Linked DNA regions of Lactuca sativa: region 1 is linked to region 2. Evidence: chromatin contacts called from public Hi-C data. All regions are on one chromosome and are shown on one strand. Each heading gives the region's core, a stretch centred on a gene start, on an enhancer-like site or on the middle of the called end of the contact. The rest is flanking DNA. Distances are from core to core; before and after follow the strand shown. Region 1 holds the start of LOC111913697. Region 2 holds the start of LOC111913707 (TPR repeat-containing thioredoxin TTL1).

What was found. A called contact is a pair of places that touch in the nucleus more often than the background predicts.
Region 1: a contact with region 2 is called in a Hi-C map of leaf, with 5 times the contacts expected there. The contact joins the promoter of LOC111913697 here to the promoter of LOC111913707 in region 2. A contact is called at or near these places in 2 of 4 Hi-C or Micro-C datasets (both in leaf).

The regions. Positions count from the first base shown.
Region 1 is chr7:185,857,563-185,864,044 of Lsat_Salinas_v11, forward strand. It overlaps LOC111913697, which reads left to right and starts at 3,491. Exons shown (of 6, transcript XM_023909415.3): 1 at 3,491-3,756; 2 at 3,883-4,162; 3 at 4,280-4,424; 4 at 4,493-4,602; 5 at 4,691-5,102; 6 at 5,183-5,583. The coding sequence starts at 3,908. The coding sequence ends at 5,439.
Region 2 is chr7:185,534,641-185,540,663 of Lsat_Salinas_v11, forward strand. LOC111913707 (TPR repeat-containing thioredoxin TTL1) reads right to left here and starts at 1,570. Exons shown (of 7, transcript XM_023909419.3): 1 at 294-1,570; 2 at 1-49. The coding sequence starts at 1,219.

The DNA.
Region 1 (6,482 bases), core at 2,241-4,740, 320 kb after region 2:
TTATTATAAGTTATTTTAAGGTATTTATTTGAAAACTTTTAACGATTATAAAAATATATTTAGGAAATATTTTAGTTAAATTGAGATTACAATTTAGTTTTTGCATTTATCATTACAGTAACTATTTACAAAATATTCTTTGGTTTTTTAAGTGGAACAGAAATTTATAATTAAGTTGACATTGTAATGTTATATTTAAATTAACAATTTAAGTATTTTGTCCAAACTGTTCAAAAGTTGTAGCTTTAAACTAATAATGATTTACATACAACAACATATTAAATCTAATAAATTAAGTATAATATGTTAAAATTTAAAGACATAACATTATAAGTAGAAGTAAAAATATTATTTTAAAATTGAAATTTATTATATTTATGATTACACTTTAGGTTTGGTATTTATTTAACCTTATTAACCAACTTATAATCATTATTAGAAAGACAATACAATTAATCATTTTTAACTATTAACAAAATATTCTTTGATTTGTTTAAATTAAACTAAAATTTATATTTAACTTGACCTTGTAATGTTACCTTTAAATTAATAATTTAAATATTTTATACAAATTGTTCCAAATTGTATCTTTAAAATGATAATTGTTTACATCCAACAATATATTGAAACTAATAAATTATTTATAATATGTTAAAAGTTAAAAAACATAACGTAGAAGTAAAGATATTCTTTTAATATTAAATTTTAGTTTATATATGATTACACTTTAAGTTTTGATATTTATTTAACCTTATTAACCAACTTATAATTATTATTAGAAAGAAATTAAAAAGTCATAGGAGTTTCAAATGAATGTGGTGAAAGAAAAAATGTTTCCTTTATAATATAGTATGATATGATATGATATGATATATATATATATATATATATATATATATATATATATATATATATATATATATTCTCTTCGCTCTATTCTAATTTAAAAAAAAATGTCCCATGGAATATGATACCTACGTCGGAGGAGCTCAAAGTTGAATATACAACGTACTCAGTTTTTGGAGGGCATCTCGATACCTTCTCCACCCTGACAGCAACCTCCACCCCAATAGGAATGAAGAGGTTAACAACATCCCGATTCTGGTAAACAAGCACTAAATCGACAAATATAAGAGTGATGATTCTTCATCCACAAGTGCATCGTCTTCACATAGCTCTCGTCACTTGTCGTCTTATACATATGACACGTCTGTCTCATATAATTTTAAAAATCAATCAAGCCCAATGAAAACGTTGTTGAGGGGATTTAAAAATTAGAAAATAATTGGTTTCATGGAGGATGATATTTGCCAACTTAAATACCCAAAAAAAATGTTGAAAATTTTGCTAAATCATATAACTACTAGACCAATACATCTCTACACTAATGAGACCTTCCTGAGACTTGTATTCTCACATGATCAATCAATTTGTATAAAACATAGACTCTCTCTTAGTGTATAAAGATATGATTTATGAGATCATCTGTGTGGTTGGTTGAATTCCACGGTAAGTTTATTATTATTTTATTCTTATTTTGTTATGTTGTTTATACTTTTCATTTGTTTTTTCATGAAATAATATTTTTTCCTGCATTATGTATCATTTAATTTATGGAAGTGTTTTACTTGTGGAAAGAATACTCGAAAATGTTCCATGGACAATCTCACAATCATATCGATCACAACTAGGGATGAGATTTAGAACCGGAAAACCAGAACCGGAACCGAAACCGGACCCGTTAGAACCGGGTCCGGTTCCGGGTTTAAAAATTGGCTTTATCCGGGTTCCGAGTAATCCGGGTTTGGGTCCATTGGGTCTGGGTAAACCGGGTCTAAAATTCGGAACCGGTTTTTGGAACCGGAACCACTTTTAGGGTCGGAACCACTTTTTGTGAAACGTTTACAAGATGGATATCTTATTCGTTTCAACTCCAATTGACATACGGTTTTTTCCAACATATAGTTTAGAGTTTGTACATGATTCTAGACTATAAATTTTTCATTTTTAGTTTTATATTCATTGACTTACAGTCCTCAAAAGTTGAGATACCAAAGCTGAAAGTTTTTAGTTTTTTAGTTTTTTTGTATTCAGTGAAAGTTTTAAAGCATGCATATCTAATTCGTTTGAAGTCGAATTGACATGTGGTTTTTTCCAACTTCTAGTTTACAGTTTGTACATGAGTTTAGACTATAATTTTGTCATTTTTGGTTTAACATTCAATGATTTACAGTCCTCCGAAGTCGGGATATCAAAACTGAAAATTTTCAACTTTTCAGCTATTTGTTTTTGTACTTTGTATTATGTGAAAATATTAACACAAGTATATCTCATTCGTTTAAATTCGGATTGACATGCGGGTTTTTCCAGAGTGTATTTTAGAGTTTATACATGATTTTAGACTCTAATTTTGTTAATTGTGGTTTCGTATTCAATAAGTTACAGCCCCCCAAAGTGGGGATATCAATATGAAAATTTTCAAAGTTCAACCCACTAAGTTGTAAGTAATTACCAAAAATTCCGGTTTTTTCGGGTTTTCCGGGTCTAAACCCACTTTATCTGGTTCCAACCTACCCACTTTGATGTTTCCGGGTTTTCCAGTTCTAGACCCACTTTACCCGGAACCGGTTCCTATATACCGGTCCGGTTTCCGGTTCTATAAAATCTCATTAACCGGTTTCGGGTTTTCCGGGTCCGGGTCCATCGGGTCCGGGTTTGGACCCACTTTCATCCCTAATCACAACAATGCCAATTTATAGGGATAAAGATTGGGTCCGATTTGCTATAGGGACCGATAGACTGTTTGGTGGCTAGTAGGGATGAGCAAAAGGACCGAACCGGCCCGGAACCGGGAACCGGCTTCGGCCAAAATCAAGAACCGAACTGGCCTGACGGTTCTACCAGTTCCGAGTTCCTACCGGTTCTTGTCGTGTCTTCAAATGTTGGAACCGGTCCTCGAAAAATAGCATCATACGGTTCCGGTTTTTGCCGGTTCTACTGGTTTCGGTTATATCGGTTCCGGTTCCTACCGGTTTCCAGTTCCAAAAATCCATAAAAATAACGTCCCGGTCCCGGCCCGACCGGTTCCATCGGGTTCCGGTTCCGGTACCGATTCCGGTCGGTTTCCCGGTCCATATGCTCATCCCTAGTGGCTAGTTCAACTAGTTACTATATTTTTATTACCTTTTTAATTTATTTGTTTCTTTCTTTATTAATTAAAAGTTCCACATTTTCGTTTTTACATATTTATTTTCTCATGTTTTGGGGATTTTTTGGTTTTACAATTTATTAGTTAAATGAACTATTTTTTTTGGTTTTGTGGTCTTAAATGTTTAATTTTGGGAATGGCCTTTTTCATTTTTAGAAATTTATTTTTATCTTATATTTAATTAACCAAATTACATAATGAATAAATTTTCAAGAAAAAAACTGACCGTCGCTATTATATTATCAAACCGTCGGGAGTGTGTCGACGACGGCGTGCGATACGTGTTTGCTGCTCCCAGGTTGTGAAGCGTCATCCAGACCCTTTCCAGCCAAACCCTACTACTTTGAATAATAGAATAACCTCATTCGTAGGGCATCATCACTCCCCCCTTTCTCTCTCTCACGATCTTCCCTTTTCTTAATTCTTTATGGTTTTTGATTCACAATCGGCTAATCCATTACTTCGATTGCCTATCGATCGACCAAAAACCACTGATTAGTTTCGAACCATTCAATACCCAAAATATTTTACATTTCTTCGATTTCCAGGTACGCGATCCAACGCGATTGTCTCTCTCGATGTGATAAACTTGTTTAGAGTTTCTATGTTTGAGCAAGTGTAGCTGTTTGATATTCTGATCTGGATCTGTTCTTGCCATTTTCGTTTTGTTTTAGTTCCGATTTGTCTGGATAAACCCTAATGGCCGACGAGAAAGAGGTGAAGGAAGTGGTTGGAGAGAAGACCGATGATAAGAATAAGAGCAAGAGCAAGAAGAAGACCGGAATTCTCTCTCGAATTTGGAATACAGTGTTTAGGTCACGAAGCGATGATTTTGAGAAGAGACTGCAGTATATATCTAAAGAAGAGGCTACGCTTCTTTCGCGAATGAAGAGGCGAGCTCTGAGATGGAGGCGAACAGCCAGGAACATAATCATCTTCTCTGTTATCCTTGAGGTAATTCCTTTACTCATTACCATAAACCCTAGCTTGTATCGATGCCTGATCTCTTGCTCGATTGCCATAATCTAAGAGTTATCTGTCGAAATTGAAATTCTATTTGTTCTGGCACAGTTTGTTGCAATTGGTTATGCTATCATGACAACAAGAACAGTAAACATGGACTGGAGAACGAGATCATTGCGAGTCTTACCGATGTTTCTTCTTCCTGCTATATCATTCGCTCTGCATTATGGACTTTTGAGCTTCACTAGATTTGGTAAAGTCTACATACTTGTCATCCATCCCTACAAACCCCAAAGTCTTATCTTCTCCCTTGATTTACAGGTGATCGAAGGGATCAGAAAGCATTAGAGAGGCTTCGAGCTGAAAGGCAAGCAAAAATCGATGAACTTAAAGAAAGGACTAATTACTACATTACTCAACAACTCATTCAGGTACTACACTGTACACATCTTCTTCTACCTCTCCTCCTATAGAAACATGTTCTTGTTTCTCATCTTCAAATTTCAACCCGTGTTGCAGAAATATGATCCTGATCCAGCAGCAAAAGCAGCAGCTGCATCTGTTCTTGCATCAAAACTGGGTGCAGATTCAGGCCTGAAAATGTTTCTTGGAGACGAATCACAACCAAATCCGTATGCCACAAAGAAGAACAACGAGGTTGAGGTACATCAAACTACTGGTCTCAGGAAACGAAATCAATCAAACCTTAAATCTCAAGGAAGCAATACAGTAAATCAGCAATCAGAAACAGAAATTGGAGATGGGGTTTCTGAGAGATCTTCACATGGTGATCTTGTTGTTGATCATCACGATCCTGCAACTTTAGGTGGTCAAGATGGTGGTTGGATTGCTCGAATTGCTGCAATGCTTGTGGGAGAAGACCCAACTCAATCATATGCACTTATATGCGGGAATTGTCATATGCATAATGGTGAGTAAATGAAAATCCCCATCTTAATATTAATGAATTAATATTCAAAATGTAATATTGAGTTGTGTATATGTTAACAGGACTTGTGAGAAAGGAGGAATTCCCTTTTATTACTTACTATTGTCCCCATTGTCATGCCTTGAATAAACCAAAGAATTCAGGAGTTTCTTCTGAAACAACCATGTCCCCTGTTTTGGGACCTTCAAGAACAGTAAGTGCAGATGTTAAATTGATTGAAGAAAATAATGAAAAAGTAGTACCTGGTGAGATTATCAGCCACGTGGCAGGTGATGTGGAGGAGAAAGAAGGGAGTGAGAAAATAGTGGGAGATGAGTGATGGATTTTTTTTTTTTTGTGGTTTGTTGTTTTGTTGTGTAAGAGGATGAATTTTGAGGTGTTAATATACACATAGGAACCACTATCTTGTTGGATGATCTATTATTGTTTGCAGATGTATAATAATAATACATCATTTTCTGCTTTTTTTTTTTTTTTTTTTTTAAATTTGTTATTGGTTTGGTGAACTAAGATCTGTACTGATTGAAATGAAATACAACAATTAAAGATGTGTTTTGTTCGTGGATTCTGATGGAATCTGACTAAATTGGAATCTGAGATTCCATTCCATATGTTGCCAAATAGATAGAGTTAAATTTTGTTTTTGATGGATTAATTATTCTTATGGGATGGACGGAATTTTGTTCTATCATTAAAACACCAAAAAGATACTATCATTATATATAAATATTTAAAAATATGTAATTTTGTTACTGAATTCAATTCTGTATGGAATCCGACAGATTTGGAATTTGAGATTACATTCCTTCCGTAGGTTGCCAAATGGACAAAATTAAATTTCAAACTCCGTGTTAATGGATTTCATCATTGCTATGGGAGGGTCGATGGAATTCAATTCCATCTTCTATTTTTTCTTTTTATTAAAAAACAAAAATATTTTTTCTTTTTATTAAAAAACAAAAATATTTTTTCTTTTTATTAAAAAACAAAAATACCTTCATTGTACATATATTTAGAATAGGGAGAAGTCCATAAAGATTCTTTTATGTTTTGACCTCATAATTGATTTAATATTTATATGATTTTTTTATTCAATTAAGTCTCAAAAATCGGTAATTGTATTCATTTTGACATTTTTACCCGAACAACAGATCATCTCATTTTCTAAATTACAGTTTTGGACCAGGTTTAAAATTTATTACAAATTTGGTTTAAAATTTACATTTTTTGTCCATATTTTAAAATTTTGCTACGAGTTCATCATAAATTTACTTTTCTACATCTTTTTTTTTTCAAAATAAAAAATTCAAAGATGTTATTTTTTTGTTATATAAAATCATATTTATACAAAAAATATATATA
Region 2 (6,023 bases), core at 320-2,819:
GTACCCGGGAAAATAAAGGTGTGCCCTTGCATTTTCAACCTGTCCTAAACTGCCATTGGTTACATGAGATTAGATGAATAACCTAATGAAAAATGATGAGTCATGATTATGGGTAAATGAAGAAGTAAAACACAAGAATGGGAAATGATGATTGGAATTTGGAACATAGTTCGTAAAATCAAATGTCAACGAGATGAATTAGATCTGAGAAATGGGTTTGGGTGAAATTTCAAGATTTGTTGAAAAGGGTATAGTGAAAAAGAGGAAAAGATTTGAACTTTTATTGAACTCACCTAATAAGAAGAGATCCTAAGCGATGGTGAGCTCTCACATATCCAGAATCCAATTTAATGGCTTCGTCGCATTCTTTGACTGCTTCGGTCAACCTTTTCAGACACATCAATGCGGCTGCTCGGTTGCAGTGATAGGCTGCATTCGCCGGCGATTGAGCAATTGCTCGCTCGTAGAAACTCAATGCCTCTAAAAAGTGACCCTTTTTGTACTCTTCGTTTCCTAGTCTTTTCAAATCTTCCGGATCCATTGATGATCTCTTTGAAAAGGGTGAATTTGAAACGCCGGAAACAGGGGTTTCTGGTTTACCGCCGGAGACGGTGGATTTGATGGTGGGACTGGAACTGGAACCGGAACCGGAACCCAAACCTCCCCGCATTATGCTGCCATGGCCGTAATTACCGGTGCCTAGACTTAACACATCGGGTTTAGAGGTTCGACTTGTCATCATCCCCGTTTTGAGAACCCTCCCGGAAGGGCATATATTTCCTGTAGGAAGTACATTGACAGGCGGAGATGTAGCGGAACTTCCACCGGTAAAAATTGATGGGTGGCCGCCGCTGACGCTACCGGATTCCGACCGAGTGTGACCCGATTTAACACCTCTAGCCCCACCAACGGAAAATGTCGGTGAACTGTCGACCGACAACTCACCGGAATGGTTATTGGGAGTCCCACTGGAGTCTGACTTTCTAGTACCGGAACCAACCTGGAGTCCATTTCCAGTCCGACCCGAAACCGATCCGGATGAGCTAGAGCTGCTACTAACCGCTGGCCCATCTCGTAAAGGCGAAATGGGCGAACCCAAATCAAGTTCTCGGAAGTCTGGTTTATTGGTGTTATCGCCGCCGCAAGTGACCGTCTTCCGGAGGCGATCGGAGAGTGTATCAAACCCTAACCCCGAATCCGGCTTCCGTGAATGCGACATTCCCGAAAAACTTCAGAAAAAAAATACCCTTCACCAACAGAGAGATAAAGCTTCAAACTTTCTCTCTCCCCACACAATCTTTTCTACTGATGTTACCAATGGCTGTGGTTGAAACTAAAATACAACCACCGACGAATTACAACACAGAGAAACATAGAACACAAGAAGGAAAGAAAAAGAAAGAAAAAGATGGGGATCTCGTGATTTAAAGGGGAAGCAAAGAATGAATGTGAAATGGTTGAAGATAGAGAGAGAAAGAAAGAGAAGGGTTTCACAGAGAGAGAGGAAAGAGAAGAGAAGGAGATGATGGATTTTTTATATTATTTTCAGATTTTTTTTTTTGTTTTTTTTTTTTTTTTTTGTAATTTAATTATTTCCCCTTCTTGCCTGCTGCTTCACGAGCTAGAGGTTACCCTCTTTAAATACTCTCTATTTTTTGTAGTATTTTATTATTATTATTTTGGTTTTCTTGATCTATGCTATCTCTTCTATTTATAATAATGAAATACCTAAACCCCATTAAATGTTGCTCGATATCTAATCAATCACTTTTTATTATATATTGTTTCCATTTTTTTATTTTTTCAATAATTTAAATGAAATTCTAGTGGATGAAAAGGGTACCCACAAATTAAAAAGGAGAAAATTTTAGTTAAAACGAATTAAATGGGCAAAGTATTTTGAAGGTCAAACAAGAAAGATGTGACAAATAACGTGTGAAAAGTTTTAGTCTAATAAATTTTGAAATGGGTACGATGTACAATGAGTTATTAATGAAATACAATGAATTGTATGTGTATTTGATAAGTAGTAGTATATAACTATATATAAATGATTATTTGCTTATGAGGTCAATGTGACATCCGAAACTTTAAACATATTATTCCATCATATAATAAGTTTATGGTATAAATGATATAAAATGAGATAACTTGCGTAACCATGTGCCTTTTGAAAGTCAAAAGGAGACCATAAAGAAACTAACAAACTCATGGGAACTCTTACCAAACTTTCTAACAGCAACCCGATAATAAATCGTTGTTATCTAGTAAATGCAATATAAGCATTTTGCGTGTAGGCTTAAAGTTTTTATAGGTTTAAGGATATATGCTTTTATATTGTACATTGGTACAAATATACATGCTATGTTGATATCATTGATCTCATGTTAGAAGTACATGTATAGTGATGAATAAGATTCAAAACTGCATATGCTAATATGCTTACCCCGAGTGAATTTTTTTGGGTGATTATTATAAAACTAAATTATTGAGGGTGATTACAGTAAAACTGACTAAGATCGTCAATTTTGGAAACCATTGATTTCTTCATTAATTTCGGATTCCTTTGACTTATTTCCAAAACAACCCATGATGGTCAACCGTAAAACAAAACCATACTTATCGTTTTCTTATATAAACGACTCTCCTCTTGAGGAGAAAGGACGACATTTTTAGCTCTTGTTTTCTTCATATGAACTCAAAATCTTCTAGCAATTTGGCTTACGTTTTCTTTGCCTAGATTCGTAAGTGTCCCATTGGGATTATCCTAGGTCGAGTTTCTTGTAACCCGGGTATAGGGTAGAAATATCAATTCGGAAAGTGTTTACACGATCCAAGGGATATCCAAATCTCCAATAAAACCCTACCCAATTTTCTAACAATCGAATTGATATAATTTGTTTTTGGAGATGGGTGAATCAATCCGCGAGATGACCACGAAGTTCACAAAACTAGAGAAGTTTGGAGGCGTTGATTTCAAGGGTTGGAAAAAGAAGATGCACTTCATGCTGACCACTCTTAAGGCAGCATATGTGTTGACTACTCCAAGACCACCTGAACCGAAGGAAGGTATTGATGAGACACTTGAAGAGACCATGAAGAGGCAAAAGTGGGACAACGATGACTACATCTGCAAAGGTCACATCTTGAACGGTATGTCTGATGCTCTATTTGATATACATGGTGAGCTTTAACTATTAAGGATTTGTGGGACACCCTTGAATTGAAATACATCACTAACTTTAATAACTTTAAGATAGTCGATTCAAGGTCTGTCACTGAACAATTCAATGAATTCTTTGGTATTTATGATCAATTTAAACTGCATAACATGAATATGGATGAATCCATTGTTGTGTCAAGTGTAATTGATAAACTTCCACCATCTTTGAAGGATTTAAAACATAACCTAAAACATCAAAATGAGGAGTTGTCATTGGTTCAACTTGCTAGTCATATTCGTATTGAAGAATCTCTTCATATGAAGGAAATTGACAAATCTGATAAAACCAAAGGGAAAGTTGAATCTGGACAACCCTCTATTCATATGGTTGAAAAAAAGCCAAGATCCCGAACCATAAAGGACATGGCAAACGTAAGCATGAACATGTCCCAAATAACTCCAACAAAAAGAAAAAAGGAACTGGTTTGTTGGAGGTGCAACAGGGTGGGGATTGCAAGTGTGATTGTTATGTGAACTTAGGCAACAATAGTAACAAGAATGGTGTTGGAAACAGTGGAGCCAATGGAAGTATGAATGTGTCGTCGAGCCAAGTTGAGGGAGGTAAGTTTTTTACTAACTTGGATAATTATAATTAGAATTATGTTTAATATGTTTCACTAATTCCTGAATCATTCTATGTACAAGATGATAATTATCACACCCCCGGACCAGACAGTGGAAACGTCCGGAGGCGGTAGACTTCATTGTGCAGTATCATAACAATTGAATATAAATGAAACAGAGCAATCCAAACATCATACATTGAGATAACCAACTTACATTGTTTACATATTGTATTTGTTCTTCGAGTTACACAAAAGATACATAAGTAAAAAAGGATCCAAACTACAGCTAAATGGTCTTGCATCAGCGTCCCTTGTTTTCTGCTTACTAGATCCCTGAGAATACAAGTCGTTTTGAAAAGCGTCAACTAAAAAGTTGGTGAGTTCATAAGTATTTTTGTATAAAATCGTTTACACTTGTTTAGAATCGTTCTCGTTGTACTTTCAGAAAATCATATATTTTCTATAAAATCATTTGAAGTCTTGCCTTGAAAATCATGGATGTATGTGTGCATGTCATTACTTTTGTTCATCCTTATAAGGAGTGATTTTGAAAAGTAGTGTGATTTGTAAAAGCGAGTTGTGTCCGAGAATAGTTCTTTTAAATAGTAGCAATCAACCGTTTCAAGAAAAATCCCTTACTTTCAAAGAGGAAATATGGTTGAAGATTATGTTCCTCTTATCGAGAAAAATTGAGTGTGTGCGTTCTAGTTTATCGTTATCGAAGTCGTAGAAAAATCGTTTTCTCCAGAAATTCCTATATTTTCTGCTATAAAATATTCGTAAGTTCTAGTTTATCATTATCGAAATCGTAGAAAAATTGTTTTCTCTAGAAAATCCTATATTTTATGCTATAAAATATTCATAAGTTCTAGTTTATCGTTATCGAAAGCGTACAAAATCGTTTTCCATAGAGTCCTACGCTTTTTACTTTGTAAAATAGTAGTATTTCGACTCTATGCTTGTTAGGAGAAAGAATCATCATGGCTATTGTGGACATTCTACGCGATGAAGAAGCACAGTCAACACAACAAATGCGGACCATCTCCTATCACATATAGGACAGTCAACACAACGTGTCAAATTTTATTTATGAGGTTTTCCTTACATAAATTTCTTGTTAATATAACATATTCTAGTGAGTCGTTATAACCATACTAATCCTGACGGAGTGCCTGTTTTGGCGTTTCCCAGGTGCCCTCGGTTTGGAAAAGACATTTGTCACCCTAGACTGGCCTATCTAGCTGTAGCGAACAGCGAAGGTGCGGGGGATCAACCCCGTATAGATCTATACACAAATTTCCACTCTCCCTCCAGGAGACTCTGGCTATAACTCCTTACAGGACTTAGACGTACACTAATATTTTTATATTTAGGTACTTTTGAGATTGGTCTGACTAGAATATTAACAACCTGTTGAGCAATCGTTAGAGATTCATTATTTGTTAGATAAATAATGAAACTCGTACTTATTGAATAGAAATATCGTTCTCGTTCCATATCGTTGATTGTGCTCGTTAACTAGGTGCTCGTATTCATTCCTTTTCGTTTATTGAAAAATAAGTCATTTTAGTCAAGAGAAAAAGTGTCAAGTTATAATTTATATAAATTTATAACTGCCGGTTATGACACGCATTTTCTGTTTTATGACATATAGAACATTACTTATGTTCTTGGAGGTTTTATGACAGCAGCTTATGACATGTAAATATTTCTGTCATAAAGGTCCTACTTGTATTTTTTTGTCGCAAACTTTTATATCGAATATTTATAAAATACCCCCTGATAGTTTGCAATTAGTTCACAAAGTTTCCATTTTCGAAAGTTACTAGAAGCGGTGTCCACTTATCAAGATCCCTATTATACTTTTAGCTCTAGACATGAAGGCATAGATAAAGGGGTTAAGTTGGACACACCTAATAGTTGGGAGACTCTTTCATACAAAGTATCCTTTGTTCTTTATGAAATTTAGAAATCCTCCATTCATGAGTATATTAGTAAATAATAATGTAATAATATTTCACACACATACAAACATACGTATATATGTAATCATTTAAGAGTTTAGGCAAGATTTGACTTGTACTCTCCCCCAAAAACATTAAAACATCGAAAAAGGTGGGGTATGAAGCTCACCTTGAGTTAGTTGAGGAGTTGTCTGGAGTTATGGAATGAAGATCTCAAGCTTTAACTCTTGGCTGAGATGAGGAACTTCCCTGGGAGGGATGCTTTCCTAA